Regions from separate parts of the Mus musculus genome. Here all the other regions are linked to region 5. A link is a contact called in public promoter capture Hi-C data. All regions are on one chromosome and are shown on one strand. The core of a region is the stretch at or near the end of the contact, and the rest is flanking DNA. Distances in the headings are between cores, read along the strand shown.

What was found. Promoter capture Hi-C pulls out the DNA fragments that hold promoters and counts their contacts.
Region 1: a contact with region 5 is called in a promoter capture Hi-C map of pre-B cells. The contact joins the promoter of Cyb5r4 here to the promoter of Ttk in region 5. A contact is called at or near these places in 2 of 39 promoter capture datasets (erythroid cells and pre-B cells) and 1 of 484 Hi-C or Micro-C datasets (CD4 T cells).
Region 2: a promoter capture Hi-C map of pre-B cells shows a contact between it and region 5. The contact joins the promoter of Senp6 here to the promoter of Ttk in region 5. A contact is called at or near these places in 2 of 39 promoter capture datasets (erythroid cells and pre-B cells).
Region 3: a contact with region 5 is called in a promoter capture Hi-C map of pre-B cells, with 4 times the contacts expected there. The contact joins the promoter of Cox7a2 here to the promoter of Ttk in region 5.
Region 4: a contact with region 5 is called in a promoter capture Hi-C map of pre-B cells. The contact joins the promoter of Myo6 here to the promoter of Ttk in region 5. A contact is called at or near these places in 3 of 39 promoter capture datasets (erythroid cells, frontonasal cranial neural crest and pre-B cells).
Region 6: a promoter capture Hi-C map of pre-B cells shows a contact between it and region 5. The contact joins the promoter of Syncrip here to the promoter of Ttk in region 5. A contact is called at or near these places in 2 of 39 promoter capture datasets (cranial neural crest and pre-B cells).

What each region holds. Positions count from the first base shown.
Region 1 is chr9:87,020,698-87,023,431 of GRCm38.p6, reverse strand. It overlaps Cyb5r4 (cytochrome b5 reductase 4), which reads right to left and starts at 1,403. Exons shown (of 16, transcript NM_024195.2): 1 at 1,179-1,403. The coding sequence starts at 1,253.
Region 2 is chr9:80,065,350-80,068,238 of GRCm38.p6, reverse strand. It overlaps Senp6 (SUMO/sentrin specific peptidase 6), which reads right to left and starts at 1,336. Exons shown (of 24, transcript NM_001311110.1): 1 at 667-1,336. The coding sequence starts at 715.
Region 3 is chr9:79,758,353-79,761,176 of GRCm38.p6, reverse strand. It overlaps Cox7a2 (cytochrome c oxidase subunit 7A2), which reads left to right and starts at 1,324. Exons shown (of 4, transcript NM_009945.3): 1 at 1,324-1,537; 2 at 2,598-2,687. The coding sequence starts at 1,520. It also overlaps the pseudogene Gm51685.
Region 4 is chr9:80,163,526-80,166,669 of GRCm38.p6, reverse strand. It overlaps Myo6 (myosin VI), which reads right to left and starts at 1,636. Exons shown (of 33, transcript NM_001039546.2): 1 at 1,441-1,636.
Region 5 is chr9:83,833,128-83,835,979 of GRCm38.p6, reverse strand. It overlaps Ttk (Ttk protein kinase), which reads right to left and starts at 1,291. Exons shown (of 22, transcript NM_009445.2): 1 at 1,221-1,291; 2 at 56-209. The coding sequence starts at 191.
Region 6 is chr9:88,481,029-88,483,859 of GRCm38.p6, reverse strand. Syncrip (synaptotagmin binding, cytoplasmic RNA interacting protein) reads left to right here and starts at 1,463. Exons shown (of 11, transcript NM_019666.2): 1 at 1,463-1,804.

The DNA.
Region 1 (2,734 bases), core at 154-2,653, 3.2 Mb before region 5:
GGGTTCGAGATTGTCTCATTTCATAACAAAGAAATTAATCCTACCTGAGGGTCCTATTAAATTACACAAAGATCTTACTTTGCCCTCTTTGGGGACAACAAAACTTACTTCTGCTATCGCATCTAAGGAACTTGCTGTCTTTGCCTAGAAGTTTTCTCCTTTAAATGAATGCTGAGAACATAGCCATTTTAATGAAGAAAGTCAGTTACTGACGTTCTCATTCTACAAAGGGCAACCTTAGACTATGGAGCCAAGCACTTAGCTTAAAGAGAGAGCAAGATACCCAGTTGATGGCTGGTGAGCAGAGGCGCACACACAGCAATGAAGGAAATGTCATAATCACAAGCTTACGTGACTGATAGCAGACTTTCATCAACCTATTTCTTTTTACCAAGAATGAAGATAGTAAACGTCCCTAGCTTCAGGGTAACTGTGAAGATTCAATGGGCAAAGGAAAAGGACTCCAGATACACATGGCCATCAGTGAGCCCACAAAACATCTTAGTGCTATGTATGATTAAAGCTGGGGACAGACATTTCTGAAAAATAAATGAAAACCTCAATTCCTTTTCTGATCTAAGGGCAAAACCTCAGATCTAAGTGGAGAAGAATGGAAAGTCTCAAAGTCATATAAAATAAAACTCGAGAAAGGAATCGAGTAGCCCAAGAAGACAGAAGTCTCAAAAGAAAATACCAAGATGTGGTTACAGAATAAGGAACTAGCAAAATAACATAAGAGCATTCGCCTTGCAATGAATACACTACACAATTTGTACTGAATTTTGCAACTATATATCTGTATTTCCACCTGCTGCTGACAGTAACCATATTCAACAAATAGACAAGAGCATGGTACCAGATTCAAAATCAACCAGGGGTGTCTACAGATGAGGCAGTGCTGGAACCACTGGCTACCGTATACACAGAGGAGTGCGACTTGAAGAGGTGGCACTAAATCTGACGGCAGGTTTGCAGACTCCAATCATCCCTAGCCACCGCCACTGCTCAGCCTGGATCTTTGACCGTAAAGAACAAAAGACTGGAGAGGACAGCTTGAGACAGAAATGCAACCATGCCGGAAGCGGGGTGCCGAGTGGACTTACCGCGGCCAACTTCAGCAGCTCAAACACACTTAGGGCGTTTGAGTTAGTAGTCGAACGAACGGCGTCGCCACTTACCTTGCTGCGCCCCTGGGAGGAGACGCGCTGCTGGGAGCCGGGGGCCGGGAAAGCCTGGGAAGGGACGTTCAGCATCCTGGGCCCCCGGCTCGGGCCGCATCCGGGCTCCGCCACCGGACAGGCTGCCCTGGTGGGACCCCAGCGCCCACCACCGTCCGTGCGGGCTCCTTGGCCCGGCCGAGGCCAAGCCCCCGACCCACTTCCGGGGTCGCCAGGGGTCAGGCGCGTCGTGACGCAATCACGCTCACGAGAGGCGGGGCGGGGGCGGAGTCAGAGGAAAGGCTCACTCACTCTGTGAGCCCGGTCGCCCGGCTTGGGAAGGGGTGGCTGTGCGGGGGTTGGGGGCAGGGCAGCGCATGCTCAGTTACTCTTTGGTCCTAAACTTCAGCACCACAAGGAAATGACAGCTTTCTGCTGAAAGATCAGAGAGTGAAGCTGTTCCCCAGCCCTGGTGCTGATAGAGGCCGAGGGTTATTTCTGGTAGAACAAGAAGACCAGTGCCTGTCTCTTGATAAACAACAATTGAAATATGAAAGAAAACAACACTATCAAAACGTTCAGACTGCTGAATAGTTCTCTCCTGTAAAATACTAAGCTCTAGGAAAGAGGACTTCACAGTTTCATGAGCTAAGAAGCCGAACTCAAGCAGCCTCTGCTGTGGGTTAAGAAACGTCACGTTTGGGGAACCAGTCTGGAAAACGAGTAAAAGACGTTTCCAGACGACGTTTCCAGAAGACCTTCTCTATCCATACACTCACACATTCTTCCTCCTCCCATAACTCTTCACTTTCCCTGAAATCTACAAGTAGCTCACTCCTAAATAGAGTGATTTGGTTTTGGTGTCATCCTTGTATTTAATGGCCTATGCACGCTACTTTTTATTAAAGGAACATTTTGTCTGTATAGGCTTGGGTTTCTGTAAGAAATAAATGGCTATATCTAAACCATATACTGTATATATTAATAGGCATGTAACAAAAGACAGGCCACCTTATACTATCCTGATTTGTTAACAAGAGAAATTCCTAACACTGTGGGTCCATGTTAGTGATACATTGGCTTTTTCTTTTTGCTAGGAAAATACACAGATCCACAGGGTGGAATCCAATAGAAAGAGAACATTTTCCCAAAGAGTAGTTCTAAATAACCCATCCCATTCTCTGTGGGGTTCTAATTTTTTCTGATTCTGGACACATCATTTACTCCAGCTATGTAGTTTCCAGAGTCCCTGGGAGTCAAAGTTGTGATAATGTGGTTTAATATTATGAGAGAGTCTGTGGATATGCTTAGTCATTCAAGCACGGGACATTTCTTAGCTAGCTAATTACCTCTCATCTCCACCTCTACCCATTTTTATTCTGGAATACTGCAGGAAAATATTTTTGGTATATTGTCAGACAAGCATTGAACTTGCAGTTCTCCTGCCTCATCCTCACAAGTAGCTCAGATTATAGATTAATAAAATATGTTTGTTTGCACCTGAACTGCTGAGCAGGTGATTATATAAAAACTAAAAGGACTTCATGAGCATAATCTACTGTGTCACCCTAACCATG
Region 2 (2,889 bases), core at 87-2,586, 3.8 Mb after region 5:
ACAAGCGACTAAAAATGGGAACACACCCTAACTCTTTTACCTTCCCCGGCTGTCTCCAAACCGACACTTGGAAGCTCATTCTCTCTCTTTTTTTTTTTTTCCACCTCCCATACCTGCTTTACAAAGTATAAACAACCAAACACATCTCACCGGAGTTCGGGGCACCGCCGGGTCTAACCTGCACCCCGAGGGCAGCGGCTAGCCTGGGAGCTTTTAACCACAGGGCAGTGTTAACCACCACCTCTCCCCCTGCCTCCTTGGATCGGCCAGTTTCAACCAAGCTTAGGTCTGAAACTTTCCACGAACGCTTAAGAAAGACGCGGACGAAGTCTGCTCCTCACCCACTAGGCACCCATCGAGAATATGGAGGTGGGAGCGAGCCCAAGCCTTCGGCGCGCCCCTCGCAGGCCGCCCTGGGCCTCGGCTCGCTGCGCTACCACCGCGCCGCCTCGCGCCGGCCTGCCCGAGCCTTGGCCCGGGCGGACCCGAAGTCGGCGCGCCTGCAGCGCGTTCCCAGCGGGCCATCGGCCGTCCGGGCCCCCGTGGCCCCCGCGGCCCCAAGCCCACCCGGAGCAGAGAGCTGAGTATCACGGCCCGGGGGTGGGAGACACCCCGGTGTCGGCGAATTTCGCCCCCGACTCTCCCCCGAGGGAGACCCGAGCGTACCTTTCAGGAAAAGAGCCCCAGCGCTGCCACCGCTCTTGCCCGCCGCCATCTTCCTCCTTCCACGCCGCCTCCTTCTTACTCCATGGCCGACACCGGCGCGGTGCTGGCGGGGAATGGGGGCCGCGCGTCGGGAGGGTAGCAGCCGCAGGGTGGCGGGCCTCGGGCTCGACCTCCGCGAGGGGCGCTCCCCGCCGGCCGGGCCCCCCACACAAAAGCGGGCCTGACGGGAGGCGGCGAGGCCCACGGCCTGGGCTGCTTCTCCTCAGGCGCCTACCGGGGACCGTGAGCGGCGGCGGCGGCGCTTCCCGGGCCCGGCTCCCCTCGGCACACGACTCCCCATCCACCGGGCCGCGCCGGCCTCTGAGGAGCTCCCTCCGCTCCCCTCCGCCCCGCTCCGCCGCTGGCTCCGGAGGACGGAGAACGGAGCGAACGCTCACACGCCTTCTACGTCCCGGGCCGTAAAATGGCCGCAGCGGCTTGAGCCGAGCGAGGGCTCCGCGACCGTGAGGCGCCCGCGACCCCTCGCTGCTCCAGCAGTGGCCGCCGCCGCCCGCCCACCCCGCCCAGGCGTCAGAGCATCAGCCCAGGCCTCGGCGACTGTCCATGTGGACGGGGGTGGGTCTCCGCCACCGCCGCGCGTCGGTCGCCACAGCAGCCCCGCCGCCGCTCCTCCCCCACCGGCCTCCGGGCCCGCCCCGCCGCCGCCGCCGCCCCAGAGCCTCTCTCTCCCTTCGGGTCCCTGCTCGCCCCCCTCCGGGCTCGGCCGAACCCGAGCCGGGGGCTGTCGTCCTGCCGGCCTGGGGTGGCCTTGTCTGGCCGGCCTTGGCGAGGGACGAACAAAAACCCCTTCCTCGGAAGGCCCCCATGGCAGAGCCGGCCTGCGAGCGCTTGCCAGCCTGCCGGCCAGGTATTCTATTTGGTCGAGTCGCACCACAAATTCTAAAGAAACGCTCCAAGTTCTTGTCTGACCCTGAATTTAAAACGTGCCATGGGAAGGAAAAAAAAAAAAAATGAAGCCAGGTAATTGGAAAATAAAATTGTGTTCACATCCATCTTCCAAACAATGCATATATGATATGATTGAGCCAGTACACTTTGTGTGTGTGTGTGTGTGTGTGTGTGTGTGTGTGTGTGTGTGAGAGAGAGGGGGGGGGGGGAGAGAACACAGTAGACTATGATACAATTTGAGGGGCTTTTTTTTTTCTTCTTTTTTCTTACAAACCCCATGTAGTGGTGTAGGTTTTTCCCAGTCCATAAAGGGATAGAGACAGGTGGATCTCTCTGTCAGATGGAGGCCAGCCTGGTCTACAAAGGAAGAGCCTGTCTTCAAAAACAACAACAACAACAACAAATCCATGAAAAATGCAGAAAATGAAAAAAAAAAGTTACAGAAATTCAAGCCCCTTAGCTGTGTGGTCAGCTAATAAACATTTTTTTCTTTCCTTTCCTTCCTTCCTTCCTTTCTTTCTTTCTTTCTTTCTTTCTTTTTTTTTCTGGTTTTTTCAAGACAGGGTTCCTCTGTGTAGCCCTGGCTGTCCTGGAACTCAGAAACCCGCCTGCCTCTGCCTCCCAAATTCTGGGATTAAAGGTGAGCTAGCGCTACCACTGCCCGGCTACATTTTTTCTTTAAAAAAAAAAAAAAAAGTGGGTGGGGTTGGGGGGAGGGTGTTTTGCCTGCATTTAGGGTGGGAAAGCTGCTTCTTGTAGTTACTTCAGAGGCCGGAAGAGGGTACCCAGGCTAACCAAACTGCTGAATCCATTTCTCCAGCCCTTTGAGTGAAAAAGTGAAACATAAAAAACAAAAGATTCTAGGCCTTTAGGCCCAGGCTTGAGAATGTGACCTTTGTGACTCAATGCTCCATGGTATGCTAATCATAAAACAAATAGCGGCATTCCTCCAGCAACCTGCTTCCTGGGTTCAGGGCATGTTTGTTCAAAGAAAGTCACCCTGACCCACCCTGACCATTGCTGGAACCCTCTATGCAAATATGCTATTGTTAGAGGCTCCTAGAAAACTGTCTTGACTTTCCACTTAACTGGTATTTTTGGTATTTTCCAACAAAGCCCTCCCCACCCCCTTGAGTTATGGTTTCTTCCTTTAAATACCCCCTTACCCAGCTACTCTGGGCACCACGGTCCTCTACCCCTTCGTGGTGTAAGACTGTGGGCCCAAGAGTGCTCTTGAAATAAAAGTCCTTTTGCAGTTTGCATCAAGACCATTTC
Region 3 (2,824 bases), core at 75-2,574, 4.1 Mb after region 5:
TGTAAGTAGCTGACTTCAGACACACCAGAAGAGGTAATCAGATCTCATTATGGGTGGTTGTGAGCCACCATGTGGTTGCTGGGATTTGAACTTAGGACCTTCAGAAGAGCAGTCAGCGCTCTTACCCGTTGAGCCATCTCACCAGCCCCCCTAGTAGGCCCATTTTTATTAGTGTTAGGGGAATGGTAAGTATACAGTCGGTTCTGGGAAAACTTATATCCTGTGGTGAAACAGCGACAGCAGCACAAACTTTAACGAATTCCAATTACAGACAATAAATGTAAAAAACAAAACAAAAAAAAAAAAAAAACAAAACTCCCCATCCCCAGCTGTTGGTAATTATGCTCGATGGTACATTGAATAATTAAGAGGTGGTAGAAAAAAAGTCAGTTATAATGGGTGTTTATAAACTTGGTAAGGAAGAAAATTTAGACTGTGTTGGGGGTACAGTAGGTTATGAAGAAAAAAGTACCCCAAGATTTGAAGGAATTAAGCATTACCAGTTTTTATTCACGCAACACTGTGGAACCCGTTTATCATTAGCTTTTACCTGAAATGGCAATGAAGTCGTTTCTGAGTTTGCAAAAGGGTGGAAAGACATTTGTATTGTTGAGTAGATTATTTTTACTTGTACATTAGTGTGCAGAAGAATAAAGGCAGTTGTAAGGAGGAATAGTTATGCAAGACTGATGCAAAATGCTAACAGCCTATCTGTAAAATACGCGCACTTCTGACAGCTCCATCCAGGAGTGAAATGTGCTGCGGATCTGAGAAAGCACGACACAGTCGATATTTGTGTTGAACGTGGATTTAAAAATGTATTCCCCTCTTTTCAGCGTTTTCCCAGACTCAATAACGAAGTCAGCCAGTTCCAGTCTGGGGACACAGGAAGAGCTTCCAGCACAAGGAGTTTAGCAGAAGATCCACAGGTTGGCATACCTGTGGATGCCAACATCGGTCGTTCCTATATGATCTCAGCACAAAGACTAACGCCTCCCACTTTCATCTGTGGAAGACAAACCCTAAAACTGGACTCTATCCGTATTAAGAGGAGCTTTTGAATATTTAAGCTTGTACGACGTAGCTTTGACATCCATTGTTCCTTCAGACTGTAAACAATGGCTCAAAGCCTTCTCACAAGACAAGCTACTTTCCGGGTAGTCTGGTTGTCCACTGACTTCACCAGAGCGTATGAAGAGGGCTGCAAGACTTCACGCCTCTCCATTGCGGGTGGCGTTTGCTTTCCATTGTGATTCTGGGTCCGGCGGCAGGCGCGGCAGGGCGGAGCCAAGTGGTAAGGATAGCTTCGGAGGTCCGGAGGCTAGACGGGCCGCTGCGAGAAGTCGCTCTGGCTCGCCTTCCGCTCTCTATGGTCGGGAGCGCGAGCCCCTCCTCTTCCCGGAACGAGCCCTCTTGCTCGACGCGCGCGCAGCGCTAGGAGGGAGTTCCGTTTCCGGTCTGGTGGCTTTCGATTTTTGGCGTTCAGTAGTCGCGGTTGGTGGGTAACAACCGAGCCAAGATGTTGCGGAATCTGCTGGTAGGTAGCTTTGGGGGTTTGGCTGGTACTGGAGTGTCGGGGCGGAGGGTCAGGCATCCTGACAGAAAGGCGTGCTGGAAATGTGGCAGAAGACAGCAGCCGGAGTCACCTTGGCCGCGCGTCCTTTTCCCTGACCTTCCGTCCACTCGCCCCTGGCTGTTTCTGGGTAGTCGTAGAGGGAAGAGCAGGATCGCATTTGGTTCTTGGTCACTACAGCTTACCGTTGCTTATGGCTATGACTGTAGCTCTGACGTAGGCTCCAGTGGGGGGATCTTGGACACCTGGAAAACCTAGGTGGAAGGTGGCTTTTTGTTGTCATTTTGTTTTGTATCATAGTGAAAAGATAAAATTTTACCTGATTCAAAGAAGTAAGCCAAAGAACTAAATTGTACAGTTTTAGTTGGGATTTAATGGGTTTCATGATTGAAGTGTAATGACGATTCAGAATTACCTTTAACACTTGGTGAATATTTCTCCAAAATTTAAAAAGGTGTGTTTTGATTTTATTTTGTAATCGTTTAACACAATTAAGACTTAACACCAATTACATTTTTCTTAGATGTCCAGGAGTGTTCTAGCATGTGCCCTCCACTGCAAAGTAATTTTTCAGTGCCTTGGCTATCCTGGAACTAAATCTGTAGACTAGCATGGCCTCTGCCTCCCTAGTGCTGCGATTAAAGTCTTGAGCCTCCACTACCCTGCCAGGAATAGATTTTTGACATAGGCAAATATTAAATGAAAATGTTAGAACTTATAAGATGTCTATATCATTTATTTTTCTGTATATCAGCATGTTTTGTTCTATAAAATACTACTGATTAATTTCAGGCACAGGTTATATATAGGTCATGGTTTCTGAAGACTATGATATGTAACATGAAGCACAGAGCAGAGAATAGACAACATGTAGAAAATCTGGATGCTAGTCTTGGATAGTACTGACAAGTTCGATAATGCTTTAAATCTCAGCTTCCTTTCAGTGTGAAGGGTTGGAAGTTGCCTTTACAGGTTTCTTTGGACTCTTAGGTCTTGTTCGATGCATGTGAATTTTCTGTTTCAGGCCCTTCGTCAGATTGCCCAGAGGACCATCAGCACCACTTCACGAAGGCATTTTGAAAACAAGGTTCCAGAGAAACAAAAGCTGTTTCAGGTACTGAAGTGTTCTATGTGATTGTTAATTGTAACAGAGCTGGCACGGTAGAGTAAGTCCAGAGGATCTGCTTCTTAGAGGCTCTCAAGGTTTTTTTTTTTTTTTTTTTTTTTTTTTTATCGTAAGGAGGATTATTT
Region 4 (3,144 bases), core at 387-2,886, 3.7 Mb after region 5:
TCTAAACAATAAGTGATCCACCACAGACGCCAGGCAAAGTCACAACAGGATGAGCGAGGAGCCTTCGGCTTCTCTCCGATTTCCTGGCCACTGTTATTTTAAAATTTGATCGTGTAAACAAGGGAAAATCCCTTTCGGACAAGTCCCATGGACTATAATTTGCATCTTTGTTTTTAATATGTTGTAGCTTCTATGAAAAATCATAGTTGTTCACTTTTTCTTGCTCATGTGTCTAGGTACTAAAGACCATATGTAAAATCTATACTCCACGGCTTTTTAACTGTATAATCGCAATACTCTTTTCTTAAGGGTTGTATTCTGTCCCTGCCTTTTACAAGTAACTTTTGAAAACAAATACAAAACTTGAAAGGAAGAGGGAAAAAAATGGGTAACAGATCACACACACGAAATAAAAACACTACAGGCCGACGAGCATCAGACTAAAATGACTTCTATTTATCACTGTGCCTGTTTACTCCTGTGCAACTGCAAACACAGAAAATGGGCAGACATTTAAAAGTCAATGAGCTGTTCTGAAGAACTACATTGTTTCTGGGCTTCCTCTGTCCCCCTTGTAGCATTTGTGGCCATTTCTAAAATTAATGCTAGAGAGCACTAAGGTAATTTTTTTTTCACTAAACATTTCCCAGTTGGAAAACCACAAGCCAAGATGTCTTGAAGTCGAGTTAATTTGTACAGAAATGCTGCTGTTCCGCAGCCAACCTTTGGACCATGACCACCACCAAGCTCAAGACTCAGATTTTATGGTGTTACAGCCGAGCCTCAAAGGCTGTTAAAAGTCTCAAGCTGACTAACTATATTCGAAAATCCTGCAACTGTAACACGAGAGCAAACTAAAGTTTTATTCAACACATATGAAATCGGAGCAGCGTTTGTGTAGCGCTCCAGCAGTATCTCCACATTGGGATTTAAACAGCTCTGCCCTACATACTTTATGCCGGATAAAATGTATCTTTGTGTAAAAGTTCCTGACATAGATTATCTAAGAATGGCCTTATCAAATTATTTCCTATTTTAAAATACAATCCACAGCTAGCACGTTTTAATTAGTTTAAGACGATTTGGAATTAAATAACAAAGTTATTTTCAGCAACACATCCGTAAAACTCACACTCAAAATACTAGAACGCTTAGGAACTAAAATTCCAGCTTTATAGTATGCTACCATGGTCTTCTTCGACACAGCTAAATTATTAATGGTATCAATTGATCTTTACTCTGACAACAAACTAGACTGTGTAGCTTTTTCACTGTGTTTCGAAAGGAGAAAATAAAACTATCTTGCAGTGTCGGGTGGGACTCGTCAGGTGACAGGAGCCCCGCTGGCCCGGGAAGGGGAAGCCAGAGCTCCAGTCCGCGCCGGGCAGAGCAGAGGCCAAGGCGGTGAGGACAGGCAGGCGGGCAGGCGCCCACACTCACCCGGCGAGGCAGGTGCGCGAGGGGTCGCGGCCGTGGAGAGGCTGCCGGGCTGCGGGCGCGAAGGGCAAGCGCGACACCGCGGCCGAGAGCGAGCACCGGAGACGACAGCACGACGGCGGCCGGGATACGCTTCCTGCTGGGACAGATCCCGGATCGGTCTCCACCCGCCGGCCAGAGAGCCCTGCAGAGTGCCCAGCCTGCGCACGTCACTGCTACGGAGCGCCCAAGGGGGCGGGAGGCGGGGCCGGAGGCGGGATTTTGTGGGACCGGGGCGGGGCGGCTAAAGAAAGGGCGGGTCTTCATTGGCCAGTGGGCGGGAACAGCCTAAGGGGCGGGGTCTTGGGGCAGAAGGGCTGAGAGGGGCGGGGTCCTAGGCAGCAGGACAGGGAGGACTCGCAAAGCGTAGGGTCTTGGGAATGAAGGAGCAGAGGGACGTGGCCTCAAGTCAAGGAACGCCGGGGCGGCTGTGAAGGGGAGGCCTCAAGAGCTAGGGTTGAGAGGGGCGGGACCTCATGAGGCGCCGGGGAAGGGGGTGGTTGAAGGAGTGCTGGGTAGGGGCGTGGCCTAATGGCGTGGGGCAAGAGAAGGGCGGGGCCTCAGGTTCCGACCGCATCCCTGCATCCCTGCAAGCCAAGGGCTGCAGGTAGCCCCTCATGACATTCCCTACCTCGCAGTGGTAGTTGTTTCCACTGCCACAGCGAGGGACCACAGCAAAGAGTCAGTTGAAGAAAAGTTGAGAGTGGGACAGGCGAATTGCGGAGGAACTCGCTTGTGGGGATTAAGGGTGGCACCGCAGCCCATCTAGGCTCGTGCTCCTCACCTGCCTGCGTCAACTTCCTGTTCAGCCCTTGGAGGATTGAACCACGGAAGAAAATTTTTTCTTCTCTGGCTAGCCTCCCATGCAGATATCATATTTACTTCTTACAGCCCCTGTATTTCCACCTCGCCCCCTTTGTTGTTGTTTATCTGGACTCTTGAGAGAGTCTCGGTCTGTAACCAGGCAGTCCTGGAACTCATCATGTAGCCCGCGCAAGCCTAAGAATAGTGACAATCCTTGTGGGCTGGTTTTATAGAACTGAGCCAACTGGCCCGCTTTATCTTTCCGGTTGTTTAATTTTACTGTCCTTATAAGGTCATATGTGGGTCATCTTTTTAAATTAAATATTACATTCCTATGCAAATTTGAGAGCAAACATCTCCTTTACTAGAAAAAAGAGGTTAATATGAAAACAAAATAAGGGGCTGGCAAGATAGTTCAGCCAGTGAGGGTTCTTGCAGCCCATCCTGAAGCCCAGCATGTTTCAAGGAGAGAAACAACTCCTCATATTGTACTCTGACCACTGGGCTCTGTCTAGAAGATTCCCAGAGAAGACAGGTTTCAGGAATTCAAACTGGACCTGGTGCCTCGTGCTTGTAATTCTAGCTACTCGGGAAGCTGCATGTTCAAGACCAGCATGGTCAGTTAGTAATATCCTGTTTCAGAGAGAGATGGGCTATAACTAAGTCCACGGTAGAATACTTGCCTAGCATGTGAGGCCCTGGGTTCAATCCATATCACCACAAAAAAATGGTAAGGGAAGGGTCAGGCATTCAGAGACGACCCAAATGACTTGATGAAAAAGCTACCTTCCACTGAACACATTTCAAATTCGTAAGACAGTAAGTAAAATTAGGGAAACTAAAAAAGAGGAAGGAAAACCAAGA
Region 5 (2,852 bases), core at 42-2,541:
TTTTTTTTTTTTTTTTAGGTTTTTGTTTGCTTTTTTAAGCAAAGAAAAAACTCACCCGTGTGATCGGCACAGATTTTAGACAAGCTTAGCTCATCAGTACAGTCTTCATTTATCTTATTTTTAATATCTCTCATTTTGCTCATGATGGAATCAATCGTCACACTGCTGCCAATTAACTCTTCAGCCTCCATTTCTAAATTGTAACTCGTCTTTGGAATAAATAAGATAGAACATTAGTTTTGTAAACATATCTATCTAAATGTAACTGTTATGAGGTAAGTGTTAGTGGCAACTAAATCAAACCAGAGCAACAAAACCCACAAGGACATAGCTTGTAATTTACCAGAACAAAGTTTCAACGAACCAAAAACATCTATTCTTCCCAGTATGAAACAGCATTGAGGTTACACTGTGTGAACCTGGAAGATAATGCTCTCATGACGCTTTTGTGTTTTGAGTAAGGGTGTTAAGTAGCCTAGGATGGCCTTGCTCTCTCTGATTCTGCAGCTTATCTCCTTACATCTCCCAAGCACTAGCTGTACATAGATACACCACCACGTCCAGCTGACGCCTTTGAAAACTTCATTTCACTGAATGTCTTTCTTTCACCTACGGAACGTAAGGAATCCGTTTGGTAATGACAATAAGTTGTCCCTTTGGTCGCCTACCCTGCCAGAGTAAATATTGACATTGCGCGCATTCTGCATCCTTCTACAGATAAGCGACTTTCAGAAGTTTGTCCCAGACAAAGCCCTGATTTGTGCTTTTATCCTTCTAATGCAAGCATCGAGGTACTTGTCACAGTACTGGAGCCCAGGCGCTCCGGTTATCTGCATGAATGTGTTGGTTAATAGCCCACAGTCTGCAGGCTTTCTGTCACTCTGTCTGCCATTCTCCACAACGCAGTAACTAAAGCTCAGAGCCACCGCGGAGTGTTAACAATAAAAATGGGCCCAAAGGAGGGGAGCAAGGGGTTCCCCACCTCCTCCCAGCTCACAGCCACCCACGGGGGCAGGTCTTGAGAGTTACACAATCAGTCCTGACCCGCACGGCGCACCCGCTTCTGGGCCCTGCTCCCCCACCAGCAGCCCAGGACCTACAGGCCGTACCCGCCCGCCTGGCCGGGGGCTCAAGCGCCAGCTCGCTCGCCGCCACCCTCGTCACCCAGCAGCCTCCCGCCGGCCGCAGCCTCTCTGCCATGCCCGCTCTGATGCACCCACCTCTGAAAGCCAAGCTGCAGCCCAAACAGCAGCACCCCAACCCCTCTCCGGAAACACGTTTGAAATTTCCCCGCTGCCTTCCCCGCTACCTCTCATTGGTTACGGCTCGCCACGTGGAAGCGTGGGCCGTGATTGGCTCCTTGCGTCGCACCGCCCCTCCTGCGTTGAGGCCGGACCCACCCACTTCAAGCGGCCCGGGGAGTTACCCGCAGCTGCCGACGCGCTCGCCGTGCTGACCTGCGCCTGTACGGTCAGGGGTCAGGGTCTTTTTCTTTGGTGCTCTCCCGCTGGACCTTGCACTACCCTCCAGGGAGCCCTGGCCTCGCCTTCAACCCAAGACCCGCCCTTCTCTTTGTTAGAATTCTGGTCCCCTCCCTGTCGGGACATCCTGGCTGAGCTCCTTTCTCCGAACCATTCCCCCCCCCCGCCCCCATCCCCGTGATGCTGTCTCAGTTATGAGCTCAGCTGCTCTTAGGAGAAACGCTTCTCTAGGCTTTCTCAATGGTACCCAGCTCCCCTAGCAGACTGTGTGGTCCAGGGGAACGGTTTCATGGGCGAGAAATGGCGCAGATGCTGTGTTTTTGCTCTGGTTTACTCTTGATAGTTTTGCTTTGTGTAAGAAGCTACAGCAGTAGCCAGATCTCTCATCTTCATTCAGTAAGTGATGCCCTCTGTCACAAATTGCTGATACCCAAATCTGTGGATATTCCAAGTCTTTAAATAAAGAGGCATTGTACACACAACCTATGCTCTATTCCTGTATACATTTATTTTCTTTTGGTGGGGGAGGGGAGCTAGTTTGTTTTTGTTTTCGAGGCAGAATCTCACTGTGTGTGTATTCACTGCTGCCACAGAACTGACTCCCTTTGCAGAACAGGCTGGGGTTAAAGGCATGTGATTTAAATCTCCCAGCGTCCTGAATACTTTAAAATTTATCGTCTATGCATCATTTGTAATACCCAGTTGAATACAGAAGTGATACAAATAGATGTTATATAGTGTTACTTAAGAAATATTGACAAGTTGTTCAATAGAGACACAGGAAAAACATATTTTTTTCTCATCTACAGTTGAGTAAATCCATGAATGTAGAACCTATAGACACAGAAGGTTTAATGCAAAGTTAGTCTTTAAAGTATTTTTGGTCAAGCATAAAAGCTGAAAAGCAAACCTTAAAAAGATCAGACTATCTTCATGAAATTTAACTGTAGACTAGAACACAGCTCAGTAATATTTATAGAAATACAAGAAAACTCAACAGGGTTGTCGTTACACTCTTATGTAATTGAAAAAAAAATCACCAGACTTTGAAAACAAGAAAATGTAACTATTAAGGGGGAGGGGGAATAAGGGATCAATTAAAACAGACCAGAAATGACACAGATGACATATTTGGCTAATTAGGACATTAAAATAGTAATGTGTGCTGTATTTTATGCACTCCAAAAACTTAAGAGAGAATTCTATAAACATGTTAAAGAGAAATTCAGAGTGTGTGAGAAAAAGCAAAATAGATGTATGGAAATGAAATGTGCAAGGTATGCAATAGAAAGTACATTATGTGGGGTTAGAAGATAATTTGCTGGGAAAAGAAAAAAAATCACTAGGCTTGAAAGCACAATTTAAAAACTG
Region 6 (2,831 bases), core at 214-2,713, 4.6 Mb before region 5:
CTATCATTATCCAGACTTTTGTGGTACTAACTATAATATCTTGCTGAATTAATTAAATACCATAGCAAGGATATGTTTGGTAGTATGGGATGTAGGCGGTGGATAGGCAAAGCCTTATTAAGCAGGTTTTGGATAGCAGTACTTCAGAAATATTTCCTACTTGATCCACCTGTCAACAGAAAAAAAGCTCAATTTTATGTGTCTAGGCACTTTGAAGAGTGTTTATCTAAGTTTCCTTGGACTACTTACTGGCTTATCATAGCATAAAGCTCATTTGGAAGAACAAGTAGCTTTCTAATTGTAGTTTTTTGTTTTTTTTTTCAAAGAGGATAATGCCATTTTTCATTACAGTCGCTCTGGATAAAATTAGTATCCATATCGCCTGAGATACAAACGCCTTTGTCTTGTCTTTCTTGTCCATAGTAAATGGTTACAAAGGAAATGTCACTTCACATAACATTTAATTGCCAAGATGCTTGAAAAGAAACACATTTCCCTCACAGTAGTCCTAATCACGCAGCTTTGTGCTGCTTCAAGTTGTTCAAAGTGTGCCAGGAGGAGCACTTAACTGCTTAAAAGGCCAGGGACAGAAACGGAATATTGCACAATCCAACACCACCGGGTCGGTTAAGCTTCCAAATCTGGCCTCCCTGTCATCCCCGAGCCGGAGGCACAGGGATTTCCTCGCAAACCCGCGGCGCCCCTCCCTCCGCCCAGGGTATTCGTGGAAGCGGAGGACGGCGCGCGCCGGGCCGCGGGATACCCCATTGTCTAGCAGCGGAAGCCGGGGCTCCCCGGGGTGACTCCCGAACTCCAGCCCCGCCACCGGGTGGCCCCGAGCTCCGCCGTTCCCCGTGCAGCTCCCCTCCCCCGCAGCCCCATTGTCTGCCTCGCCTCGCCCCGCCCCGGGGGACACGTGCGCCTGCAGCTTCTCCAGCGCCCAGGGCGCGGGGCGGCCGCGGCGGCGACAGCCCCAGCCCCGGCAGAGCGGGCAGCCAACGTCGGGCACCCTCGGAGCCCAGGCCGGCGGTGGGGCGGTGGGGGGCGGGGAGGGCGGGGTGGGGATATGCTTGTCTCCTGACAAAGAACGAGTGGGACACGCCGAGCCGGCGGCCCCGCCCGCGGAGCGAGAGGGAGTGTCCGCACAGAGGGCGGGTCTCTCATTCACTCGGCCCCTCGCTGTCGCCGCGGCGGAAGGGCGGGGTCTCTCCCCCCCCCCCGACCGGGAGTTAGGGGCGGGGCGAGAGGCGGGGCTCGCGGGCGCGCGTCCCGCGGCGTCGTCTGCGTCGTCACGTCAGCGCGGGAGAGAGAAAGAGCGACTCGGCAGGGACTGGGGACGGGGCCGAGAGAGAGCTAGCGAGGGAGGGCGTGAAGCCAGAGAGAGCCAGAGAGGAAGAAGGGCGGCCACTCGTGTGTGAGCGGCCGCGGACGGGAGTGGGGAAGCTGGGGGAGGAGGTGCAGGGAAGGAAGGACGAAGGCTGAGAGGACAGGGCGGCTAGCGGCCGGCGGAGGTGGCGAGGGGAGAAGGAGGAGCTGTCGGAGGGCAGGGGCTGAGCTGAGGGAGTGAGGGAGAGAAGCGGACGCGCCAGGGAGGGGAGGGAAGGGGGGTCACGCGGGGGCGCGCGCGCACCGGGAGCGCGCTCGGAGGCGAGTGGAACTGGATCGGGTTTGCTGCCAGCGGCGTGAGCTTCGGCCGCCATTTTACAACAGCTCCACTCGCGCCGGACACAGGGAGCAGCGAGCACGCGTTCCCCGCCAGCCGACCCGGTCGGACAGGATTCCTCGGCCCCAGCCCCGCGGGGAGGTAACGACCGCGGGCCCCCGGGTCCGGGAGGGGAGCTCCGTGACATTGTGGAGGGTGCTTGGGGGAGGGCGGCGCGGGGAGAAACCGGCTTTTCTGGAAAATGGATTCCAAGGGGGAGAGAAGAGCACGTTGGCCGGGGCTGCCGGAGAGTAGGCCGCGGCCGCGCCGCCACTTCCTCCTCTCCCCATGTGCAGCCGCGGCTGGGCTTTGTCTGCGGCGCTCCGGGAGGAGGCGCCTCGACAGCCCGATGGCCCGCGCGGAGCGCGAGCGGCGGACTTGGTGCTGTCGTGGCCGGCGGCGCGGGAGTGGGCGGAGAGGCGCGGGGTGCTGTCCCGCGACCGGCCGGCGGGCTTGGGCGGTGCTCGGCTCCCGCGGGCGTGTGCTTGGCGGCGGAACGCCCTCCCCGCGCGGGCTGTCGGCCTCGGCGCCGCAGCCACTGCACCGAGGGGTGCGGGAGGCTGGGGGTCGCGGGCGCCCGGGAGCGCCCGGGGCGGAGAGCCATGTGTCACGGCGGAGACGGCAGCGCTGGGGGGCGGGGAAAGCCCGTGGCCTGGCGCCGCGGCGGCCTCAGTGTTGAGGGGCGAGATGGTGCGGTTGCACGGTTCAGGGGGCTCGCACCGCGACTGCGGGTTGATGTTGGGAGGCGGTGATGACCGTCTTGGCCCGGTACTCGGTGGGTTTCCGTTGAAGGAAGTTGTAGGACATTTGAAGGCGCAGAGCACGTGTTTCTAATGGGTTCCTGGCGGCCGCAGTGGCGAGGCTGCCGCTCCGGGTGCGGAGTCGGGGGCGGGCTTTGGGGTGTGGGGGTGAAGGGTGGAGGAATTGGGTGGTGGGAAGGTGGCTTGTGTGAGCGCTTTGTTCTTCGCTGGCTGTTGTTACTGATCTATAAGCGGCAGGCGGGAAAAGCGCACTTTCTGGTTTACCTTGGAGAGAGACAAGCCCAGCGTTGCTTGCTTCACACACCTTATTCTCCGTTTTGGAACTGCTGCATGTGGCAGGCTGGGCCGGTCGCTGTGCTGATTGGGCT